Regions from separate parts of the Callithrix jacchus genome. Here region 2 is linked to region 1. A link is a contact called in public Hi-C data. All regions are on one chromosome and are shown on one strand. The core of a region is the stretch at or near the end of the contact, and the rest is flanking DNA. Distances in the headings are between cores, read along the strand shown. Region 1 holds the start of RIPPLY1 (ripply transcriptional repressor 1). Region 2 overlaps MORC4 (MORC family CW-type zinc finger 4).

What was found. Hi-C and Micro-C count contacts between places; a contact is called where the count stands out from the background.
Region 2: a Hi-C map of skeletal muscle shows a contact between it and region 1, with 2.9 times the contacts expected there. The contact joins the enhancer-like site here to the promoter of RIPPLY1 in region 1. A contact is called at or near these places in 2 of 3 Hi-C or Micro-C datasets (both in skeletal muscle).

The regions. Positions count from the first base shown.
Region 1 is chrX:103,470,201-103,476,341 of calJac240_pri, forward strand. It overlaps RIPPLY1 (ripply transcriptional repressor 1), which reads right to left and starts at 4,246. Exons shown (of 4, transcript XM_017968578.4): 1 at 4,030-4,246; 2 at 3,036-3,111; 3 at 2,368-2,432; 4 at 953-1,795. The coding sequence starts at 4,184. The coding sequence ends at 1,630.
Region 2 is chrX:103,524,829-103,531,804 of calJac240_pri, forward strand. It overlaps MORC4 (MORC family CW-type zinc finger 4), which reads right to left. Exons shown (of 16, transcript XM_054251537.2): 10 at 5,326-5,454; 11 at 3,933-4,001; 12 at 3,443-3,494; 13 at 1,904-2,079. Among named protein-coding and RNA genes, the nearest start is that of CLDN2, 27 kb to the left of the region's middle. Within about 2 kb of position 2,908, at least 1 of the 16 cell types and tissues checked has an H3K27ac peak or open chromatin away from gene starts, as enhancers often do. A contact at or near this core is called in skeletal muscle, where this site is marked.

The sequences.
Region 1 (6,141 bases), core at 2,996-5,495:
TCCAACCTGGTGCCTTAGGGGTCTGGGGAGGCTTCCTGTAGCAGGGGTATCTCAGCTGGTTCTGTTGGATGAATGAGGGTTTATGAGGCATGCAAAAGTAGAAAGGCATTCCAGACAGGGTTAAGGACACAGAGTGTTAGAAACCAAGCCACATTCAAGGAGAGGCAGCGTAAACTTCAAGAGTTGAGAGATGAGTCTCAAGAGACAGGCAAAACCCAGACAACTGAAAGGCCTAGAATATCAAGTTAAGTACTTGATTTGTGACTATATACCATTGTGTGTGTGTGTTTTGTGTGTGTGTGTGTGTGTGTTTTGTGTGTGTGTGTGTGTGTGTTGTGAACATATATATTTTTCTGAATAGAGAAGCCACTGGTTCTCAAGGGGATTTGTGACAAAAAGAAAAAGATAAGTTTAACAGTGTTGGCAAAGGTATGATGTGTTCTTATCTGGTGGTCAATGTGGAGGGTGAATTGCAAAGGGGCAACTGGAGGCAAAAAAAAATAGTCAAAGAATAATTGAAGCAGGGGTAAGCATGAGGGTCTGAGCTGTGGTAAATACAAAGGGAATTGAGGGGAAAAAATGGCTAGGACCTAGTAGCCCTCCTCCCCACATGCACACAGCCATCTCTGAGACTCAAATGAGGCTGTACCTGTCACGTTTTGCCCTGTAACCTCCATCCCTACTCCCAACTTTCAAGCTGCATTTTGGGAGTCTTTTTGTTCCCTTTCCAAGATGTCCTTGAAGTTTAATCAAGTCGGATTTTACAAATTGAAGGAGGAGGCCTGGCCCCATGCTGGGTCCCCAGCCCTACATTCCCATGAAGAAAAACTTATCAACTGATCTCAGGTAGGGACAGCAATGAATTGGCCTTAAGCTGGTCTCTGACCCTCTGCCCATGGCTTCACAACATGGGCAGAGTTCAGTTAAGAAATCAGCACAGTTCCAAGAAAAATAAAAACACCATCAAGTTTATTTTTCTCCTGATTCATCTCATGCCAACACACAGACTTCAATGGATAGCAGGCAAAATAGGGGGCATCTCCAGAGCAATCCGATTCTCTACACGCCCCCTTCCCTTCCTGTAAGACTCATCAAAAAGGCACCCTAACCTTGCATGGATCTGCAGTTGGTATTCCTGGGGGTGAAGCCAGAAGTCAGGCTTTCCACAGAGAGATGGGACTACACGGCCACCTGGGAAGGCTGGGGAGTCAAAGGGCCTGAGGAGTAACGACTTCCCTCTGCAAGGGCGTGTCCTGTCCTGCTCTGCTTCCTGGGGCTTCAGCAAGCCTGCCTTTTTCTAGAGCTCCTAGAACCCTCCCATTGTCAACACAACAGCAGCCTAGATAATGAGATGCCAGAGGTCTGGGCTCACAAGGCAGTGAGGTAAGCCAGGGTGAGCTGGGCAGCTAGAGGACCCAATTGTCAGTCCAGAAATCTCTATCTGCTGGACTAACTAATACTCCTGGTTAATTGAAGTCTGTGGAAACTTGCCTGACAAACAACCCCAATCAGACTCTGGCTGCCTCCATTTGGATAGGCCAGGGGTGGGGAAGAGGAATGAGCTGTGGCGCTGCAAGATATGGACCCTGGAACCCTCACACACCCTTCTGGCTCCTTTTCATCATCCTCCTACTTCTCCTCCTCTTCTTCATCCTCCTTTTCTTCATCCTCTTCTTCTTCTTCGCTGTCTGAGTCCTCATATAGGTTGATGGTTGCCTGGACAGGAAAGTTCTGCAATAAAGTCTCCCCAGCACTGTACAGATAGTCAAAGGAGTGAGATTTAGGCCAGAAGAGCCTGTGGACAGAGAAGAAACATGGCCCCTAACTTAGACAAGTCTCATATGTGCAGAAGGGCCAGTAGGGCCAATAAAGAAGCTGGCCTCTAAATCCCTTCTCTTCGCTTCAAAAATGAGGTCAGAGGGAAAGGAAGAAAGAGAGCTTTGTAACAGAACCTTCTGCATTGCTACAAAATGGCCCCACACAGGAAGATAACCCCCTGTGGGCCTGTAGTGGTGGGTGGGGGACCCAGTCACAGCATCTGTCAATTGTGGCTCTGACCACACCCCCTATCTACCCCAGCAGGCTTCTAGCCAAGAATTTTCCAGCCCTGTGGTCCCCATATCCTTCTACTGAGGATTATTTCACTGACCCATCCATGGGGGATCATTCTTGGGTGTCATTGATATTGCCTCCAGGAAAGACAGCCTTGGCCAAGTCCCTTAAACTCTCTGGGCTCCAGTTTCTCTTCTATGAAACAGTGATCATAAACCAGCAGTCCCTCCCTTCTCCTGCTTCACAAGACTTTTTTGAAGACTCAAAGAGCTAATGGATCTATGTCAAGTTTGGAGCTTGGTGCCAGAAGCTTACCTGACAGGGTGATGGAACTTGGATTCAGCCTTGGTGACCTCAGCAGCTGTTGTCCCACTAGCAGCCTGTCCAAAGCAAGAGCTAGCATGTGGTTCAAAGTACATGGCTAGATAACTTGCTCCTCTGTACCAGAGGTCAGAAAGCTGCGGGTAAGATGATCTAGAAAAGACCTTAGACATCTCTGGGACCCAGCGACCCCCTACACCCACCCCTCAACAAGGGGTCTCTCTTGGTTCTGTTTGAAAAACAGGTAAACAGAGTCCTGGGTGTTGTTTGCTTCCTTGCCTCTGTTCCAACACCTGTTTGGAGGCTGTCCAGGGGACAGAGTTCTACTAGAGCAGCAAAGATTCAGGGAGATGGTTGCGGGTGGGAGAACACTGGAGCAAGGTACCAGGAGACCAGGCCTCGAGCACCAGCACTGCCTCACAGTGGCTGTGGGGCCTGCTCAGATCCCTGGCCCACTCTGAACCGTGGCCTCCTCATCTTTCCAATTGCCACAGAAAACTTGGATCTGCTCTCTGTTGAAATCAAATATTGGCAAAACTGTGAGGATGCTATCTCAAATCTATAGCCCAGGACTGAGGTCAGGGGCATCTCTGGGAAGTGACATGGTCAGTGTGAATGCATGTGGCTGCATGTGAACATGCGTCACAAGGGCTCAAACTCACCAAATCCACCAGCTTCCTCATCTGCTTTAGGGAGTCATTTGTGGAGGACAGCCAGGGCCTCCAGAGACAAGCTCCTCTGGGACAAGAGGAGAGATCAATCGGTAGAGGAAGAGACTGAAATATGGGCTCCCTGAGATAACAAGAGGCCTCCCAAAAGCTTGGCTCAGGTGCCATCTGCTCCAGGAAGCCTTTCCTAAGGCTCCTGAGCCCGGGCCAGGACAGATGCCCCTCCTCTCGGCTTCAGTAATGTTATTATTTCTCTTATCATGCTGTTTTATAATTGTCTATTTACTTGTCTTTGGGCTTCTTAAGCTCAAAGACATGTTCAATCATATCTGATTCCTCAACACCCAGCACAATGTCTGGTACACAGTAGCTGTTTCAGTAAATGTTTGTTGAAGGCTGAATGTTTGGAGAAATGAATGGGGGTTAGGTGGAAAATATCTTGCCTCCTACTTCCTGCTCCAAGAAGTAGAGCTCAGAGTCTTACCATCTTCCTGGGCTTAGGAAAAGGACCAGAAATATTCCTGGGCCCAATGCGTCCCCACTGGACTTGCAGAGGTAGGAAAAAAGCAAATGGAAAATTTGATGGCATGGTCAGGAAAAAGGCAATCTCCCAGTCAAGGGCCTCTTTAGACTTTGGTCCTCTTTCCCCACACTCCCCACCCCCACAGTCTAGATTTTGTTAAGCCCAGGTTTCATGGCAGTCTCGTTCCCCTCAGGGTACTCAGCCACCTGGCCTATGGGGACCTGGCTGCTTGGCCTTCAGCTTTGGCAATATTCACTGTCCCCAAGTCTCCTCTTCCCACCCAGCGGGATTAGTGAGGTGAAAAGCCAGATGAGATATTCCAGCTAGAGATGTGAAGGAAGCGCTATGAGGCCATTGCTTTTCCCCCTCATAGAGAATGGAGTGCCCTGAACAATTCATTTTTCTTCCTCTCTCAGGAAGCCCTCAAGCCTAAGTTCAGGTTGCCAAAGGCCAAGCTCCACTTACCTTTCACTCTTGTCTACTTCTTGTCCAGAGGAGAGAAGAGGAGATGGGCTTAGCAGGCCAGGGAGTGCCAGTGGGGCTTGTGCTGGGGCCGAAGCTAGGGCCAGGGCCAGGGCTGGAACGGGGGTGGCGAAAGCAGCACAGGCAGGAGAGTCCATTCTTAGGTGACCAAAGCCAGTCGGGCTGTGGGGTCTTCTGTTTCCCAGAAACTTCTGCACTCTCTTGGCCTTTCCTAGGAGACCCTTATATAAGCCCTGCCTGGTCTTATAAATTATTCCGGGAGAACAGGGGTGGGAGGACTTGCAAGTGAGATGAGGATTTAGGGAAGGGGCTCAGGGAGGGAGAGCTGGGTTCCTGGGTGTGAAATCTCTCCCAGTTGAATAAACATGGTGTCGGTGGGAGGTGAGGGATTTGCTTTGCCTCCAAGTCAGAAAGGAAAACACAGAAGAGGCAAATCGCACACCATTTGTGTGAATTCCCCAGGCAGTAGCAAGGCCTGAGACGGGAAGGAGAGGAGCTCATTAGCACTCTGAAACCACAGAGCTGTCAGGGACAGAAGGGTGAATAGACAGGCCTTTAACAAAACCCATTCCTGGCAAGAAGAGACAGCTGACCCCTTTAAGGAGAATGAGGGACTCAGTTGTTATTTCAGCTTAACCTCAAATAGACTTGCCAGGTGGATCCGAATATAGGGTGACTGCCATTAAGCACATCATCTGGGTTAGGGACAAAAAAGGTGTTCTGGGTAGAGCAAGCCCAGTTGCCTGAAGGGTAAACCTCAAGTGTTCTTTCAGTGCCCCTCAGCCAGACCCTTACCGAGCAGTTCATTTGCCAAAGTGTCCCCTCCAGCCTCAACAGTAAGTGGTCTAGTGAAAGAGAGCAGGCAGGATTTCACAGGACCTCTGGGTCACATTCCAAACCTCAGAGCTCAGCTTCCAGTTCAAGAGCCAGGGTGCTGCAGAGAGGCAAAGTTCTGCCTGATGCAGAGGTGCTGAGGGACAAGCCCCAGCCCCAGGCTTCAGTTCCCTCACGTGAGAGATAAGGGTGCTGGCCCAGTGGTCCCATAGAACCCTGCCGGCCTCTTTGATGGGGGCTACATGAATGGGTACTGAACCTGGGCAAGCCCAGAGCAGAGTCCTTGGCCTTAGCCAGGCTTCTGGGCCTTTGCCAGAAAGCTTCTAGTTACAACTACTGGCAGGGACCTTATGCTTCAGAGGTCTCGAAAATACTCCTTCTGACCTCAGGGTCCAGCCCCAGCACAGATTTAGCTTCTTGGATGTTTATCACAGTCTGGTTTGTAATGGTCAATAATTAGAAACAACCACCACATCCAGTAATAGGAAACCGGTAACATTAATTAGGGTAAATCCTTGCAGCTGAATATCAAGCAGGTGCTCACAATCATGTTCTGGGAAGCATAATTTTTACAACACAGAAAATGAAAAAAAAAATCAAATGGTAAAATAACATGACTAATTTAAGGGCTCCTTGTTTCTCTGTTCACCTACTGGCAGGGACCTTATGCTTCAGAGGTCTCAAAAATATTCCTTCTGACCTCAGTGTCCAGCCCCAGCACAGATTTAGCTTCTTGGATGTTCAAGAAGCTAAACATCGTTAGCCCCCATCTTCACCCCACTTCCAATCCTAGTCCCACTGTGTTCTTTTCAGCAAAGGAAAATTGAAAACAACCTAAATGTCTCACTTTTTAAAGCTGCTTAGATAAATCATTGGGCAGTTACAGAATTTCATATTAAAATTGGCATGGTAGAAGAATGAGGGAAAAGTTACCATATTTCTCAATATGGTGAGTGAAAACAAAATAAGCCTCTAAAATCATACTTACAAGATGATCCCATTTGATAAGAAAGAAGCGTAGAATGGACAGCGTGCAGAGAAAAATAAGACTGGTGATTAGAAACAGTGCTAGGGTTGTCACTTCTGGGAGTAACAGTAGGATGGATTTTTACTTTATGTTTTTCTGAATTTTCTAAGAAGTTCCACAATGAACTGATATTATTTGAGCAATAAAAAGGAAAGGCGCTAAAAATAAAAATAAACCAAGAAAGAAATGTTTATCCATAGAGGACAGAAAGCTGGGGGAAATGATAGATATTT
Region 2 (6,976 bases), core at 1,658-4,157, 53 kb after region 1:
TTTTCTTGGATAGCATATGCTTTATTCTATCTAGAGTTAGTAAGCTGAACTACATGACCCAAGGATGCTTATCAGCTTCCTATGTTGATAATAGCAGAAAACCTTTGTAACCTTGATTAAACTTTAATGTTTTATCATAATCCTGTATATTTTATAGACTCTTGAGTACCTCCATTTTCCCCCATAAAAAGATAGTCTCAGCCCAATCAATCAGTGTGACTCTCCCTAAAATTGTAGCTTGAAATGGCACAATCATCATTTGCTGAACTAATGTAACACATAAGACATTAGCAACAGCAACTATCACATACCTCTTATGTATCTCTTTCTCTTGAAAGAATTTCATTCTCATTAAGTTAAAATTACACATGAATAGTCAAAGCACTTTACCTATCCTCTACAGCCAAAACCTCACTCGCGATGTAGCAATCCATAAAGACTCATTAAAAAATTCCAATAAAGATTGATGAAGTATGCCACCCAATGGAAGTTCTATTGTACTGCATTCATAAAATAACTATAAATTAGCATTTGTAATCCCCTTGAGGTTATCAAAAACACTACAGAGTTACAAAAGAAACACTGAAATTAAAAAGGAAAAGTGGTCATAGTAAAGAAAAAATAGTCTTCAAAAGCAAAGACACCTGACACTGCAGCAGCAATGGTGATATATGAACATCTCCAGAAGACCAGGGTAGAAAGGTAATAATGTGCTTCAAAAACACTTAGCATTTACAGTGCGCTCCTCCCAATCTAAATTGGGAGTTGGAAAAGTATACATGGAAACAGTATAATTAGGTTCAAACTACAGAAACTAAGGCTGGAATCTATTTCTTATCCCACTGCTACAAAATTCAATCTTGGAAATTGCTTCTTAAATATGACTCGGATTCAACCATTACTTAATCAGTATCTACTATATTCCAAGGCATTGTTCTGGCTTGTTGTTGTTGTTTTAAGAGACGAGATTTCGCTATATTGTTCAGGCTGGTTTTGAACTCAGAAACACAGAGAAAAACCAACAAACCAGGAGTCACTTTATCCTATTATGTATTCCACTGACTGTTCTACAATATGTTAAGAAGACAACCAAACTGAAAATAGTCACTAAAACGTTCACATCCCACCATATTATAGTCACATTACTGATGAACACAGACATTTCTACTATTAGAGAGCAACTCTGTGACTGCCCTATATGGCTTGATCCTGCAAAAGTGAGAAGCAGAATAAAGAGGAGAAAGCAAGGAGTCATAATTAGGAGTACTGAATTCAGTCCCAGTCATATCCTTCAGTGCTTCAGATACTCCTGATATGTAAGAAAAAGAAGTTATACTCCTTGTTAGGAAAACACAAAATAACACTGATGAGGTGCTAGAAGGTGAACAAGGAAAGTCCAAGACTAAACTTAAAGTAATTTATTCTAGGAAACAACAAATGATAAGGCTTACCTAATGGCACAAATATCTAATAGTTATTTTTATATGTGGCCAACATATGCTAGGCCTATGAGGCCCCAGAAAACTTCAATATCCATACACTGAAGAAAAGGAGCAATGCTTATTGATATAACATTACCTTATTTGTATAGTATTTTATACGTTTCAAATATTGTCTATTATTACGCTTACAGAATTCCCAATATAATGTGAATACATGGTACACAAAATGAGTATCAGCAAATGATCACCTCAAAATTATATACCTGACACAGCAGTTATAATACTGAAAAACTGGAGATACAAGCAACATACTATAATATCAACTGAAAATTGTGTTTCTACTTCTGAATTCCATGCTACGCCTTAGAAAAAACAGAAACAGGGTAAAACATACCAACTTACTCTAGAGGAAAACAGACCCTAAGCCTTATTATTGACAAGAAATCAGGCTTTTTAGTTACCTGGAATACTGAAGAACACTGGAATCCAGAGGCTTAAGTTGAAGAGAAGGTGATCTGCTTTCTTCTCCACCAGATGGAAGCACACTAGGGCTATGAATTCCCTCATATCCAGTGGTCTTGTTATTCAATCCAGCCATTTCTTGAACAGTAAGGTTCTTTGGTGGATTACTACATACCTAGAAAAGAAAGAAATGATTTGTAAAAATACCAAATTCAAACCAAATGCCAAAGGATGAGTCAATCCTTTTGATGCTAGGAAAGAATGCTTGGCCAAAAAAAAAGAAACCGTTTTCTACACAAAACAAACAGTGCACCATAATGTACACTAGGCATATTCAGTTATCAACCTCATCAGCTGGACACCAAACAGACCTCCCCCAACTTACTTATTGGCTCCTAGAATTATCCCACCCCCAACATAAACCCAGACCCCCTAATCATTGTCTAATTCTCTTTTGTGACTCAGTTTAAGGCTGAGTTTTCACTCCTCTGAGATGTGTGATGAGGGTAGGGATGGTGGGAAAATGCACTGCAGCAAGTGTCTGTGCCAGTTTGGGAGAAATGCATGCGACAGACTAACATATATTCACAGTACATACACATGGACATGCATCTGGATCTTGTGGGAGAGCCAGCTCATGAAAATAGTATGAATGATTACGGTGAGGGAATATATAGGGGAGGTAAACTGAATGAGAACAGGGCAGTCCTAGGAAATCTCCCAGTCTCTACATCAGACTATTAAACCAAGACATTAGGGTATGAAACCTGATTATTCATATGCCTGGGTCTTGGCAGGATATCAGAAGAAGAATTAGTATTAAATTGCCTCTATCCTCACCAGTCTGACCTACCCTGATTGAGTGGTTGGAAGGTGAATCTAACATGCGACTAGCAGATCTCTCTGGGAAAGAGGGTCAAGAGGGAAATCATGCAGAAAGGCAAGGTTGGGAGGGGAAGATATATGGGTGCTATGGTGGCTGTCAGGAAAGGAGTGTCCCTGAAAGGACGGCCAACCTTATTGCACCCTTCAGCGTCCGGAGCTGGGCAACCATGTCCGAGAGACAGTGCTCCTGAAAATTCAAAACAGCAGAGTCTTTATAAAGCCAGCCAGCCTGAAAGCAGGGATCAGGAAGGAGTACAAAGAACCACCCTTTCTTCCCAAGAGGAAGGAGGAAGCAATCACCCCTGAATCCTGGAAGAAAAGAGACAGGAAAACCAGACATTTAACAGGAGAAGCCTGTATGAGGATGGAACACAACGCTGAATATTCTGTGACACTAAATGTGACATTCACACTGTCCAGAGTCAGTACTGAATCCAAATTTGGCAAATAAATGATTTGACTCTTCTATTTTTGGTGATCTAAACATCAGTGACAGCAGAGCAAAGCAAAACCAAAAGATCCAATGAAAAGAAGACCACTAAAAGAAATGGTTTATTTCTATGCAGCTTTCGAGATTGCTGCTTCCTTTAACTTATAGCCTCTGTTGGGGAAAATGTCATGTGAGAAAGGTAAGGGTGTGCACTGCCGCTCACCTGGTGGTTCTCATTTTCTACAGGCATCTTCTTCTTCTCAACAGTTTGCTCTCTAGGAGAAGACAAAAGTGCTATTTAGTTTACTCATGAAACTTCTCAGTTTGAAATGGACTGTTAATTGTAGATTTAGGTTATAATGTTCCTTCCAAATTACAAATAGTGTGAGTCTCATTGAGTAACTGAGGGTGCCTTTCTGAACTAAGCTACTGAAGTGAGATTTCAAGTGCCGAGAGAGAGAGAGAGAGAGAGAGAGAGAGAGAGAGAGAGAGAGAGAGAGAGAGAGAGAGAGAGAGACTAAAGACAATCACTAGTTGAGACATTCAAGAGATGGTTAGGAGGAATAAAGAACTGAGAGAGCAGTGAGGTGAGGAGGGAAATTATTTTTTAAGACCCAAAAAAATTTCTGTCTTCTCAAAACTCCCGTGTCCTATTAGGAAGTGTCAGGCTCCTCTACCCTAAGATAGAGAACACCATATCATGTATACTCAACTGTTTCTTAGCTTTGCTCAAGTACAGGTCTTCATCATTGAGTTCTTGTTCCTCTGGAACAGAGCACCTCCTGCAGTATAGAGAAGAAATCATCCTTTGGAAGCAAAATGTGTCCTTCACTTTTACCTTTTACTTTCCTTACAACTATGCAGGTTAACAACCCTCTAACATTATAAAGTTCAGACCCCATTCAAATTATAAAACCTTGTTATATTTAAGGCATGAGAAAGAGAACTTTAAGATTAAAAACTGAAAGGAGTACTAGAAAATGCATTCAGTTGTCAAAAGTAATCCTAGAAACAAATAAATAAAACTTAACAGTAATTGGCAACTATATTATACCCAGTTTATAAAGGGGTAAAGTGGCCTGGAAGATTATGTATCCTGTACTAAAAGATAAAGTATTCAAATACGAGACTTCTAAGTACTCAGCTCCATATTCTAATTACACAATCTCATTTACTCTCCATGGAAAGATACTTAGGCATATCTAGAGACTGAGGAAATGCTTATATTTATAGACCTAATCTTTGTTCATTTAACTTCTTCAATTTCAGACATTTTTACCTATTTTAGCACTTTTCTTTCTATCAGTCATCAGTATTTATCCTGCAAAATGGACTTTCAGAAAGTCACAGCTGAATTGAAGCACAATGACTTATTATTACGAACCTATTTAACTACTGAGTCAAATTTTTAAAAACTTTTAAATTGAAGTTAATGCTCACAGATATGCCAGACACTACGCAGATGTTGGATGCTGCAAGGAACATATGGTATATTAGGAAGACAAACACACAAACAGCGCTGAATATACAATAGGTACAGGTACTACTGTATAACATTGATTCCGAATATGAAGCGTATAAAGAAAATCATCAACTTGACCTGGAATGTAAGCCCTTGTTCTCGAAGAGTGTACAATCTCTTCAAGAGCCAAAACATACATACATAAAAAACATCCAAAAAGTACAAAACAATATGTGAACAAATGTCAACAATCAAATACCAGAGGAAGTCAGAGTAAAATCACTGTAAACTATGGTCAACAGGAAAAGCATCACACAAAAGACTTGCTTCCCAGATGGATGTGATTAGGACAGACAGATGGAATGCAGCCACTGCAAGCAAGAAGAATGACACTATCAAAGTCACGGAAGTGAGAGTAAGAATTTCATGTGTAGGGAATAGTGAAGCCACAGGCCTGGCTCAAGTATGGAGCGTGTGTTAAAATACAATGAAATGCAAGGCTAGATAGGTAAGGTAGGGTCAGGTGGCACAAGGCCTTGAGTCCCAGGCTAAAGGGTGGTGTGAACCTGACATGAAAAATGTTTTAGACTATAGAGGTACATCAGGAGTTACTTTGAGCATAAGATTGAGTCCTCGAACCTTACCTGTACTTTGGATGAGAATTATAATAACAAAACCATCTTGCAGGTAACATGGATGGATCAATCTTGCCAGGAAGCTTCCTCCATTTAAGACACTCATCACACTGAACCCATGTCTGGTCAGGGACCTTCCTGAATAAACAAAAATGAAAGTGTGACTATGTATATCTTAGCTCCGTGCTTTCTCTTACATTAGAAGGGTGCAGCCTAAAACAGAAATAACCTAATTTTATATATGAAATGTGTTAGGAATGTTATCATCTTGGTGCCCAAAATGTATATATTTTTAACTTCACAGATAAAATGATAGAACTATAGCAAGTAGCAAGTATTAACATGGTGAGCTACTATTATTTATGGAGGTCAATAATACTTATCCTATAACCAAAAACCACTTGTACCCCAAAAGCTACTGAAAAAAATTTTAATAATATTTATCCTGGTATCTCTGTTCCAAGCAAAAACTACTCTAAAATTTATTAATTTGAAAATTTGTTTATTACTATATTACCAAGAAATAAAACCCACAGAATCATTTTCTTTGCCTCTGTCCAATCATGTAACAGGCTTAAAATGCATTTATGAGAGTCATGGAAGCATTGCCATTAATACATCTCCCCAATTTCCCTGCAGAGACTCCCTATTCCTTATTTCCCTCTCAAAAAACCTTTGCTTATAATATGTCAATGAAAATTTTACTAAGTTAATATTCCTAAAGTAAATCTTAAAAGGTAATATAAATGTGATTAAACTTCATATCTAGAAATGGTGGCTCCAGACAATGGGATTAAATTATTAAGATAAAACTCTTCCAGAGATCAACTCTTAAAATGCATACACCACTCCCATTCCCCTCAGTTACCTACACTTTAGAGAGAATGTGTTTCTCTGAGAAAGAAGGTGGCCCTTATATGACAGAAGTCAGTACCTAAGGTGTGAAAGACAGGCTGGAGTGAGAATGGAGAAGGCAAGAGAAAAGACACACAAAGCAAGAAGAGGGGCACCTCAGCCAATTTCACTAACATGAAATTTAGCCTGAGTTTTATGTATGTTACATTTATACTGCTCTTATACTAGATAGTTCAATAGAGTGGTGTGGTCCTCTTATGTCTTTGTTCAATAATTTCCTTATCATCTTTAATTGTGCTTTTTTCTTTCTTTTCTTTCTTTCTTTCTTTTTTTTTTTTTTTTTTTTTTAGACAGGGTCTCTCTCTGCTGCTCAGGCTGGAGTACAGTGTTGCAATTTCAGTTCATTGCAACCTCTGCCTTCTAGGCTCAAGCAATCCTCCCACCTCAGCCTCCCAGGTAGCTGGGACTACAGGCATGAGCCACCACCTTTGGCTAAGTCTTGTACTTTTGGTAGAGACAGGGTTTTAGAGACAGGGTTTCACCATGTTGCCCAGGCTGGTCTCGAACTCCTGAGATCAAGCAATCTGCCTATCTCAGCCTCCCAAAGTGCTGGGATTACAGGTGTGAGCCACTGCACCTGGCTTTAAATTGTGCTTTTTTCTAAATATAAAAGTAATATAAGCTCATTATTAAAAACTAGAAAACACAGAAAGATATACAGAAGAAAATAAAAGGCACTCATAATTCTACCACTGAAATACAATGCCCTCTTCTTTTATTTTTTATTTTTTTGAGACGAAGACTT